Regions from separate parts of the Hordeum vulgare genome. Here all the other regions are linked to region 3. A link is a contact called in public Hi-C data. All regions are on one chromosome and are shown on one strand. Each heading gives the region's core, a stretch centred on a gene start, on an enhancer-like site or on the middle of the called end of the contact. The rest is flanking DNA. Distances are from core to core; before and after follow the strand shown.

The links. Hi-C and Micro-C count contacts between places; a contact is called where the count stands out from the background.
Region 1: a contact with region 3 is called in a Hi-C map of leaf, with 2.7 times the contacts expected there. The contact joins the promoter of LOC123438278 here to the promoter of LOC123438304 in region 3. A contact is called at or near these places in 5 of 6 Hi-C or Micro-C datasets (leaf and seedling) and 1 of 1 datasets of contacts at active chromatin or transcription factors (embryo).
Region 2: a Hi-C map of leaf shows a contact between it and region 3, with 2.7 times the contacts expected there. The contact joins the enhancer-like site here to the promoter of LOC123438304 in region 3. A contact is called at or near these places in 2 of 6 Hi-C or Micro-C datasets (leaf and seedling).

What each region holds. Positions count from the first base shown.
Region 1 is chr1H:372,807,605-372,811,223 of MorexV3_pseudomolecules_assembly, forward strand. It overlaps LOC123438278, which reads left to right and starts at 2,043. Exons shown (of 3, transcript XM_045115766.1): 1 at 2,043-2,197; 2 at 2,820-3,619. The coding sequence starts at 2,829.
Region 2 is chr1H:373,188,190-373,191,635 of MorexV3_pseudomolecules_assembly, forward strand. No RefSeq gene overlaps it. Among protein-coding and RNA genes, the nearest start is that of LOC123438304, 140 kb to the left of the region's middle. Within about 2 kb of position 1,577, at least 2 of the 3 cell types and tissues checked have open chromatin away from gene starts, as enhancers often do. A contact at or near this core is called in leaf and seedling, where this site is marked.
Region 3 is chr1H:373,052,036-373,056,060 of MorexV3_pseudomolecules_assembly, forward strand. It overlaps LOC123438304 (proline dehydrogenase 2, mitochondrial-like), which reads left to right and starts at 1,647. Exons shown (of 3, transcript XM_045115768.1): 1 at 1,647-2,578; 2 at 3,035-3,918; 3 at 4,000-4,025. The coding sequence starts at 2,066.

The sequences.
Region 1 (3,619 bases), core at 793-3,292, 240 kb before region 3:
TAGGTTTCCTGATTTGCACAAGTCAAAGCTAATGACATGTGTTGATGGTCCTTTCAAGGTGTTAGAGAAAATAAATGAATGCATATAGACTTGAGCTGCCTGCAGATTTTGGGGTTAGTCCCACTTTTAACATTGCAGATTTGAAGCCATATTTGGGTGAGGAAGATGAGCTTCCGTCGAAGACGACTTTAGTTCAAGAAGGGGAGGACGATGAGGACATCAACACCATTGTTACACCCACAACCCCAGTTGCTATACATGCTGGACCAATTACCAAAGCTTGCGCACGCCAATTGAATTACCAGGTACTTTCATTTCTTGGAAATCCTTCTAATGTTCATGAATATATGATGCTGCCTAAGTTAGATATTTGTGTTGTACTTATAAATGAAGGACCTAGCATGGACAAGAAGGACATCTGTTGGAGCGGGATCAAGCATGGAGTAGAAGGTGCATGCGCGGGAAAGAACAATGAAGCTTGTACTGGTGATTTTCGCACTTTGAAGCCACCATAAGGAAAACATGAAGGCTTGGACGAAATATTCATGACGCCACTTTATAAATTTTGTCCATAGGCTATTATAGGTGCCGCTCCACCTTATTTTTGGGCCGGGCCCGTGTAATTTCGAAATACCATATTATAGACTATTTTTGGAGTCCGTATGTCTGGGGAAACCGAGTTAGGATCGGTTTCGGACCCCTCCTCCAAGGGGTCTCCGAATTCCTCCTCCATTCCCCCATATATACAACCCTTAGAACGCCGTTTAGACTTGTTTTTTTGATTACAAGTTCGCCATAGCTGCAACTTCGCGTTCTTTGTTTGTGTTCCATGACCAGACAAAGGCGTCAGAGAACCCCACTTTCATCAATAAAGCTTTTCACTTATATTCGCAATATCCAGATTGCAATCTTAGTTTCTTGCTTGTTGTTCGTTTGCGTGCAGGAAACGGACCCTCGTGGTCAGGTTGACCGTGCTTCGGCGTGGTCAATAACCTCTCGGAGTTGGTTTAGCGATTGCTAAGGCACGACGTCCTCACACGTTCGTAGTTGGATCGTCAAAGTCTACTCCAAAATGATAACCACCATCTTATCAAAAGACAGGAACAACTTTGCCTTTATCACACATGTTGACAAGTATATTTTGTCACGTGATAAGAGCATGTACGAAACTGGTATCTTTTTATAAGTCGGTTGATGTCGATTGATTTAAGAAATCATTGAACAATTAAAACCGTGAACCACATTTGAAATTGATCACCTCACGAGAAAGCTCTTAAAAAGAATCTTGACCAAGTCAAAATGAAGAATGAAACCAAAAACCAAATTTCTCAATTGAATGAGAGGCCTTCACCCTCTAGTGATAGTGAAGGGTGCTAAATATGTTTTGTGCTAAACATGTTAACGCTAAACACCAGTGACGTAGATTATTGGATAGGTGCGATTGAACGAGTGAAATTTGTTGGATATCCGTAACTCTTTTTCTCTATTGATAAAGGTTCGTTTTGGGGGGATAATATTGATATAGATTTTTTTAGGCAAATTATATTGATATAGATGGTATATATTAATATAGAAGATGCATCCTTCTGTTGAACAAACGGCGTGGAGAGGTGTTGCAGATTGCATGGGAGTGAGGCCAGAGGCGTCAGGACCCCATCGCCGAGGAATGGAAGATGAACTTGATCTGTCAGCGAGGCCTTCCTTAGTTGTAGTCCATGGTGGCGTAACAAAAATTTAAACACCGCGTTGGATAAACGTTGTTCTCGTATGTTAGAATTTGCAGCCGTTTAGGCCAGACTTTCTCTTCTAGGCTCATACTAGTATTAGGTCAGCTGCTATGTAATGGTGACCTTTTTTCTTTATGATATAAAATGAGGCAGGGAAAACCCCTTTTGATAAAAAAAAATCTGGGCCCGGTCTGACACGGGCCTACAAGGTGTGTCCCACCGGCCCAACGGAGCAGCCCAGAACGCCGCGGATCGGTCTTTACACTCTAGCCCCCATGCCTCCATGTATTTCACACCCGTCCCTAGCAGCGAAGGCGCAAAATAGGATCCCGGAACCTCCATTTCATTTTCGTCAGCCGCCAAGAATCTTTCCCTCACTCACACGAGACAGATGCGCGAGACTGACGGACCAGTAAAGTCCACTGCCTCTTCTGCCGCGCCGGTCTGCTCCCCGTCGTCTCCGCTCCGAGGTGAATAATGGCGTCTCTCGATCCCTTTTCTGGTTCATTCATGCCGATACCTGTCCTTCCCTTCGACGCTTGCGGGCGCGGCGGCGGTTGGCTGTAGATTTGCGCGGCGGGGCTTGACCGGCCCGCAAGGTTGGACTTTTTAGGAGGGACTAATGGCGAGCAGGTTTGCTGATGCGTTTCTTCGAGAAGTGGGGGGAGAGGGGTTCCTTTTCTGCTGACCTCGTGGTGGGATTCGATTCCCATCTGCGAGGGTTCATCCTCTCCCCGAATGATTCAGCTCATTCAATGATAATGTGATGTGTGATCCCAGAGTAGATTTAGATTCTTATTTTCTTGGCCTTGTCGTGTTCCTATTGAAACTTAGGTATTGAAGTTGAATGTGAATGAATGGAAACTCCACTGGAAGCAGATAGGATGTACTCCGATTACTGTATTTTTCTTTCTTGGACGGATTTGATGCATAGGATGGGTGGACTCTCAAGCTCGTAAATGTTTCTCCACTGTCGAACTTGATACATATAACTGGGTGCGTTGTACCCTATGTTTTTCTTGGATTAGGGCTGATGTCACTGTCCTATTTTCTCTGTTCTGATTCGAGCAATGTATTATGGTTTCAATGCAGGTTTCCTAAATGGGGAACCGATCTCGGCCCAGTGTAGCCAAGGAGACCATGGAACCGATTGACGAGGAAACAGAGAGTCCTAGCAGGGCAGCACAACTGAAATGCCCGGATGGAAACTCGGGCGAAATGCGCCTCAACAGGATCCCAAATTTTCATTGCAAGAGTCTGCCTTCAAGACGACGCGAGGAAAACCCAGAAGATAGCATCATGCATAGTCGTGGTTCTATGTACCAGAGCTCCAGCGATGTCAGCAGACTAAGGAAACTCCAAGAGGGGAGGAAGAAGTTAGACTCTATACACGAAAGAGATGCATTCATGTCATTTGGGACCATCGATTCGTCCTCTCAGCCCAGCACAAGTGCAGCTTACTTGGTTCCGCAACGGAGCAGTTCATGCAAGTCGAGGTCTTCTATGAACATAACCCGTGGATTTAGTCAAGATACCAGGGAGCTTCTGGATATTTCCTCGCGTGAGGTTCCTAATGACAACTTGAGGCTTGGAAGGCCACGCAAGGACTGCAATTTGTTAAAAGAGGATGTAAGAGACAGTTTCCTGGGGTTATCGCTTGAAGAAGACAATGCCACGTGTCCCGGCGCAAATGCTACTCCTCATTTGCTAGAAACCAGCAGTAGCAAAGGTACAATATCAAATTGCCAACCTCCTGTTGGCCTTCATCCTGATAGGAGTAATCATGGCAGAATAGATTCAGTGAGTAATCTCCCCAAGTCCTTGTCAGCTAAGGTGGGTGTTTGTGATGCTACATGTCCATCAGAAAGTGTTCATGGTGTTGATGGCAAGAA
Region 2 (3,446 bases), core at 327-2,826, 140 kb after region 3:
TCTTTTTTTCTTTTCTGTTTCTTTATTTCCTTTTCTTCTTATTTCCTTTTTAGCATTTTAGTTCGTTTTTTATTTCTTTTCCTTTTTCCTTTTTTATGAAAACAAAGAAATGTCGAATTTCCCATCATTTTTTAAAAACCTGAACATTTTCTTAAAATGGAAAATAAATTTGAAAGCGCGAACAAAATTTTAAAGCACGAATATTTTTTGAAATCTATGGAACAAATTTTAAAACCGATAACAATGTTGAATATTGTGAACAAATTTGGAAGCGGAAACAATTTTTGAAAGCATGAGCATTTTTTGACTCTTGAGAACAGTATTTCGAAATGGAGAACAATTTTGAAAACCCCGAACAAATTCGTATGCGTGAACAAATTTTTAAAGCACAAACATTTTTTGAAATTGAGAACAAATTTTGAAATCGAGAACAGTTTTGAAAAATCTTGGAATTTTTTTTGGATGCGCAAACAATGTTTTGAAGCACAAACATTTTTTGAATCGTGATTTTTTTTTTTTGAAACGGAGAATAATTTTGGAAAATCCTGAACAAATTTGGAAGCACGAACATTTTTTGAATCTTAAGAACAAAATTTTGAAAAACCCCGAACAAAATTGTAAGCACGAACAAAGTTTTAAAGCTCGAACATTTTTGAATCTTGAGAACAAATTTTGAAACTGAGAACTTTTTTCAAAAATCCTGAAAAATTTGGAAACGCGAATAATTTTTTAAAGCATGATCATTTTTGAATCTAGAGAACAAAATTTTAAAATGGAGAACAATTTTGAAAAAAATGAAGAAATTTGGAAGCGCGAAGAATTTTTTCAAGCACAAATATTTTTTTGAATCTTGAGAACTAAATTTTAAAATGGAGAACAATTTGGAAAATCCCTAAACAAATTTGAAAGAGTGAACAAAGCTTTAAAGCACAAATATTTTTTGAATCTTGAGAACAAATTTTGAAAACGAGAAGAATTTTGAAAAGTCTTGAACAAATTTGGAAGCGCAAGCAATTTTGAAAGCACGAACATTTTTTGAATCTTAAGAACAAAACTTTGAAATCAACAACAATTTAAAAAAAGACCAGAACAAATTTGAAACAAAGAACAATTTTTTAAAGCAGGAACATATTTTGAATCTTAAGAACAAATTTTGAAACCGAGAATTTTTTGAATCTTTAGAACAATTTAAGAAGATTTAAGAAAAAATTGTTGAAGATACAAAACATTTTTTGAAATCCAGAATATTTTTTGGAAAATACTAAACATTTTTTGTAAATCCAAAAACATTTTTTGAAACCAAAAAAAAGAAAAAAAATGAAACATAAAAGAATAAAGAAAAAATTAAGTGAGAAAACCGGTTTAGGAACCTTTTAGAATTTCCCAAAACCGGAAAAGATCGGCTCGAAAGCTTCCCAAAAGTGGGGCGCTGCAAAAATCACTCCCCTCCCCGCTCTCTATGTGAAGCCCTGACATGACACCGCTTCATAGAGAGCGAAGAATAGGATGTTTCCATAAATACCTCTAATTCGTGGATATTTTTCAGCTGATATGATATGGGCGGGCCTCTTTGATTCCATGCCGTGGATTGGCGAGAATTAGGGAACCATCGCGCCAAGAGTACTTCCAGGTGGGCCGCGCGAGGTGCACTGGAGGCCACAACCTCGTTTTTTAGTTGATCTTTCTTTTTTTCTTTCTGCTTTATTTTTTCTACTTCTATTGATAATTCTAAATATTCTAAGAAACATATCACCTAAAAGACTTTACGTAAAACATTTGAAAAATGTAATCAAGCATTTGAAAAATATTAAATGTATAGAGAAAATGTTTCTGGTGTACATGACAAATATAAAATGTGTGTGAAAAAGTTGATCATATATTTTTAAAAATGTTAATCAAACATTTGAGAGTATTAAACATGCATTTAAAAAGAGACGCTGCTATGCCTCCGTCGACCGATCTTTTTAAAAGATTGACTGTATGTATACCCTAGAGGCAATAATAATAGGTATTTTGTATCTTCAAGTTTGTAACGAATGTTTATGTTCCATGCTATAAGTGCAATGATTCCTGAGTGTACAATAACCACGAGGCTCGGAGGAAAATTCATGTGCATGTGTGGTATAATAAATGGTAAAATGTATTGCTAGTTATGCCTTTAAGACTAGCACAAGTATTTCATGATGATCTTGTTTTCCTCGTAATGGGCAAGACTATGCTGACAACTTTGAGGGCACAATGTTAGAAGAACATTTGTGTTGAATCAAACCGAATTGATGCTATGCTATGAGATATATTGGTCACAAGTAAATGCTTTATAACACATAAAAAGTTAACTTTGCAAAATTCCTTAGACCAAGAGAGTACCGAGTTCCTTTGTACTTACTTCGTGAACTTTGGGGTTTGTTAAACGTCATCTGTGACAAGGTGGCTATTACGACTGCTTATGGGTTCACACAAAAGTATGACATGTAACTTGGTAGCTCAAGATTGGGATTTTCTCCTCCGACGATGGAAGATATTCTTAGGGCCCTCTCGGTGTTACGGTATACATCGTCGTCTCGCCAGACACAATGTGATTTGATCACCAGGATGCCGAAATACGGAAACGAGAAAAATGAACAAAAATGGTAACGAGGTAACTGACATAGTGGACAAGTTGTTGATCCATGGGAATGCCGACAAGTGTCACCTGAGGTGTCTGTATCATATCACAAAGCAACATTTATAGCAGACACCAAACTACAGGTTCGGTCGAATATTCATTTGTGTGGGTACACGGATCAGTATGGGTGTCCATGGTTTTGCTATTGATTATTGATCGGGAAGTGTTCCAGGTCATGTCTATATACTTCACCGAACCTATAGGGTCACACACTTAAGGGTCATCTCTCTACTGAATACTAGACATGGAATATGAGAGAAATTCGTCGGACAAGCTTTGGAGAAAACGGAAAGGTTTCGGAGAGAACACCGAAAAAGTTTCGGTAAAACTAAAATGTTGTTTTGGACTAAACCATTAAGCCAAAAAGGTTTTTGGCATATGTGCGGAACTTTTCGGAAGTGCCATAATTGTTCTGGGGACTTTTGGAAATTATTCTACAGCAAAAAAATCAGAAATGTTCTGGAGGCGAAGAAAATTTCTTGGTCGCTTTTTGCAAGAGAAAATCATTGATTAGGCACACATCAAGATCTATTTTAGTGGGTACTTGACATGTTCTAGGCCTATAGAAAAACTTTTAGATTTTTCAGACGCAGAAAAATGTTTTGATGAATAGTGAAAAGCACTAATTGGTTGCTTTTGAGGAAAATATCTAAAGGGAATCTTCCCAAAATATCTAGGGATAGCACGGAAGGGTGGGAACCCCTTTTTTTTGGGGGGGGGGGGGGCACAAGGTGTTGGACGTTCGAGGGCGGTTCTCCAGCATGGAACTTCGCTTGCCATC
Region 3 (4,025 bases), core at 397-2,896:
AAATAAGAAGTTTATTTATTTCCAAATTAAAGTTCATTTGTTTAAAGTCCTTTGACATTTTGAGCTGAAAATTTAGAAAACACATTTTTGAGTTAATTTTTTTTGCCTGCAATATGTTGAGAGTTTACCCAAATTAACCCAATCATTACAGCTAGAATATATGATTGAGGGCTTCTTTTTGTAGGGCTCATTTCACGTCATAGGAAAACGCGAAATAGGATTGTAATGCATGTTTTGAATAGAAGATCGAAAAACATATGAACTATACACAAGATTGAAGTTTGATTTGCAGGAAAAGGGAGGCTACAAGAATTGTGAGGGGTTCGTTTTCAGATCTGTCTCAGCTACCATCATTTGTCACAAGAAAACAAAACTTCCTTTTCACTTCAACTATTTGCTTGATCCGATTCAAATGATCTTCCTTGAAGTCGAGATCAAAGAAAAAATCATCTAGTTTCCCTTTCATACATTATATGAGTCAAAGGGGTGAACAATAGCATCTCAGGAAAATTTCCTATGTGTCTACCTTTCCTCCATTTTCTCTCCAAATGAAAGAAACCCTTGAAAGAATTTTAAAATAACATTGTAGGATTGCAATCATATAAATTTTCCTATAGAGTATCTTCGGTTCAAAGACTAATGAACCCTTTAGAAATTTCTATGGATTGTTTTTCTACACCAACATTCTGTATGATTGTTTTTCAAGAGGTTAGACCTCATTTTAAATTTACTTTCTCATATGACAACTATGACATGTATTCAATCTCTACACAAATTGATGTGCTTTCCCCGTGGTATAGAAATTCCCGTTTTCCAATTCATGTAAGATTCTATATGACATCCTCTTCCCGAGTTCCTTTATTCATTTTTTGAAACATATTGTGAATCAAAAGAGCCGTGAAATCTTTGAATTTGCACATGAAAAGTTACACCCACAACCTTATCAAGAAGAATAAATGGTAAGAAAAGGAGAGCGATAATGAAAGTTACATCTTGATTCCCCATGGAGGAGAATAAAGATGAGCAAAAACATTTCCTCGTTCTTTGACAATCCTCTAAAACTAGTCCGCAAAATAAAGGAAATTTGCACGAACGCTCTTTTGAACTCGAAGCTCGGCATCCAACACTTCTTTCAATTAAAGTTTCGCGCAATGCTTCTTTAATTTGATGTATGGTTGCATAGAGGGCCTCCGTGCATCGAGGACATATTACCATTAGATTGTAATCCTATTATTTTGAAATAAAATTCCCATTTTGTCTGGAAAGAAATGAAGTTTCACGCAACGAGTTTGAAAGTCATACGCGAATCCAATCCATGGGTAAAAGCAATGGAATCGCTGGTTGAATCTTCCAAATTGGCGGTTGAAAGATACACCAGATTCCCCATCGAGGAATTCCCTGTCAAAGAAGAAGAAAATTGGCAAGAGAAGTAAAGAGGGGATGCTGATACCTTATCAAGCTACCCTCATCGTCAACAAGGAAAAAAAAATGGCAAGAGGTGGAGTGCGATAAGATGCGTGCAAGCAACGTCGGCTCAACCGTCCAGACTCCACGCACGATCCGAGTCACCCGGCACTCCCATGAGTTTCCACGCAGGATCCGAGTCAGTCAAGTGTTCAACTCTTCCGACCGAATCCCCAGGGATCTCGCGCCCATGCCACTCCCTCCTCCCCCGTTAACCTCTCCTCTCCTCTCTCCCTATTTTCCAACCGATTTCCAGCTCACCCGCTGGTATTTCGTGTTTTTTCCATGCCGTTTCGCGAGGCTTCCTCGCTCGCTCGCTCGCTCGCTCGCTCTATAAGACCCGGCTGCCGCACCACACCTGCTCCCTCCATTCTCGGACTCTCCCTACACCTTCGTTCGTTCCCAGCCTCTCACCCAGACCGTTCCGTTTCTTCACTACTGCGCAGATCAACAACAGCTTCCTCTCTTCTCTTCTTCCCTCTAGCTACTCGGCTGATTCCTTTGATCCATCGTCCGTTCGTTGCATCGTCCGGTCGCAAGAAAAGAGCAGGCAGCGTCTCTTTCCATTGCTTTCTAGCGACACCTCCGGCTCCGACCTTCCATGGCCATCGCCTCCCGCATCACGAAGCGCGCGCTCTCCACCTTCGCCGCCGCAGCCAAGCTCCCGGAGGCGGCCGTCGCGGCCGCCGGCGCCGACGCGGTGCCCGTGCCTTCGTCCGCACAGCAGCAGCAGCAGCACCAGGTGCTGGAGTTTGAGGACACCGGGAGGCTCTTCACCGGGGAGCCGTCCACGGCTCTGGTGCGCACGCTCGCGGCGCTGCAGCTCATGTCCGCGGGCCCGCTGGTGGACGTGGGCATCGCGGCGCTGCGGTCTCCGGCGGTGGCCGCCAGCCCCGTGGTCCAGGCCGCGGCGCGGGCCACGGCGTACAAGCACTTCTGCGCCGGGGAGACCGCCGATGAGGCCGCGGCCCGGGTGCAGCGCCTCTGGCGCGGCGGCATGGGCGGGATCCTCGACTACGGCATCGAGGACGCCGAGGACGGCGCCGCCTGCGACCGCAACGTCGCCGGCTTCCTCGCCGCCGTCGACGTCGCCGCCGCGCTGCCGCCGGGATCGGTGCGTCAACTGTGCCTTAACTCTGTTCCCTTTTTTTTTTCCTTCGTCGTCATCCGTGGCGCGTAGCACTGGTACGGAAGGGCGCCACGTCGGAGGGAATCCTCGGTCTTCGCTAGTGGACACCCGGATTCCTTGGGAATCTTCTCGTAGTAAACTGAATCGCACGGCTGTCACTGTGCGTGGGCCCTGAAAACCAGCCGCCTCGTTCCGACAAGCTCGCCATCGCCATGGCTTCTCCACCGCTCCTTTTCATCCACAGCTTCCCATCAAAACCCTACAATTCACCACACTTTGTTTTTCCTTATTTAGACATCCCGAGCAGTTAAACCAAAAAACAAAAAGCAAAATGATACTTAGGGTGTTAAGAATCACTAATTAGCGAGTGCAATTAAGCTTGGATATTACTAGTACTAAGGTATATAGCGTGACTAATTGTGCTCTGTTTGTCACGTGCAGGCGAGCGTGTGTATTAAAATCACGGCGCTGTGCCCGATCGCGTTGCTGGAGAAGACGAGCGACCTGCTGCGGTGGCAGCACAAGAACCCGTCGCTGCACCTGCCGTGGAAGCAGCACTCCTTCCCGATCCTGTCCGACTCGAGCCCGCTGTACCTGACGCCGTCGGAGCCGGCGGCGCTGACGGCGGAGGAGGAGCGCGAGCTGCAGCTGGCGCACGACCGGCTGCTGGCCGTGGGCGCGCGGTGCGCGGAGCACGACATCCCGCTGCTGGTGGACGCCGAGTACGCGTCGGTGCAGCCGTCCATCGACTACTTCACCTTCGTGGGCGCTCTGGCGTGCAACGGCGGCGGGCGGCCCATCGTGCACGGCACCGTGCAGGCGTACCTCCGCGACGCGCGCGACCGGCTGGACGCCATGGTGCGCGCCGCCGAGGAGGAGCGCGTGTGCCTCGGCGTCAAGATCGTCCGCGGAGCCTACCTCACCAGGGAGGCCCGGCTGGCGGAGTCGCTGGGCGTGCCGTCGCCGATCCACGGCAGCATCCAGGACACCCACGACTGCTACAACGGCTGCGCGGCCTTCCTCCTGGAGCGCGTCCGCCGCGGGTCGGCCTCCGTGATGCTGGCCACCCACAACGTGGAGTCCGGGCAGCTGGCGGCGGCGAGGGCGCAGGAGCTTGGCATCGGCAAGGGCGACCGGAACCTGCAGTTCGCGCAGCTGATGGGCATGGCGGACGGGCTGTCCCTGGGGCTCCGCAACGCCGGGTTCCAGGTGAGCAAGTACCTGCCCTACGGCCCCGTGGAGCACATCATCCCCTACCTCATCCGGCGGGCCGAGGAGAACAGAGGACTGCTCTCCGCTTCCGCGTTCGACAGGCAGCTGCTCCGGTGAGCATCCCAGCGCGCGCACCATTGTTTTATTTATCGACTTGTGTTGATGGCTAACTGATCCGTGGTTGGATCGTGCAGGAAGGAGCTCGTCAGGAGGTTCAAGA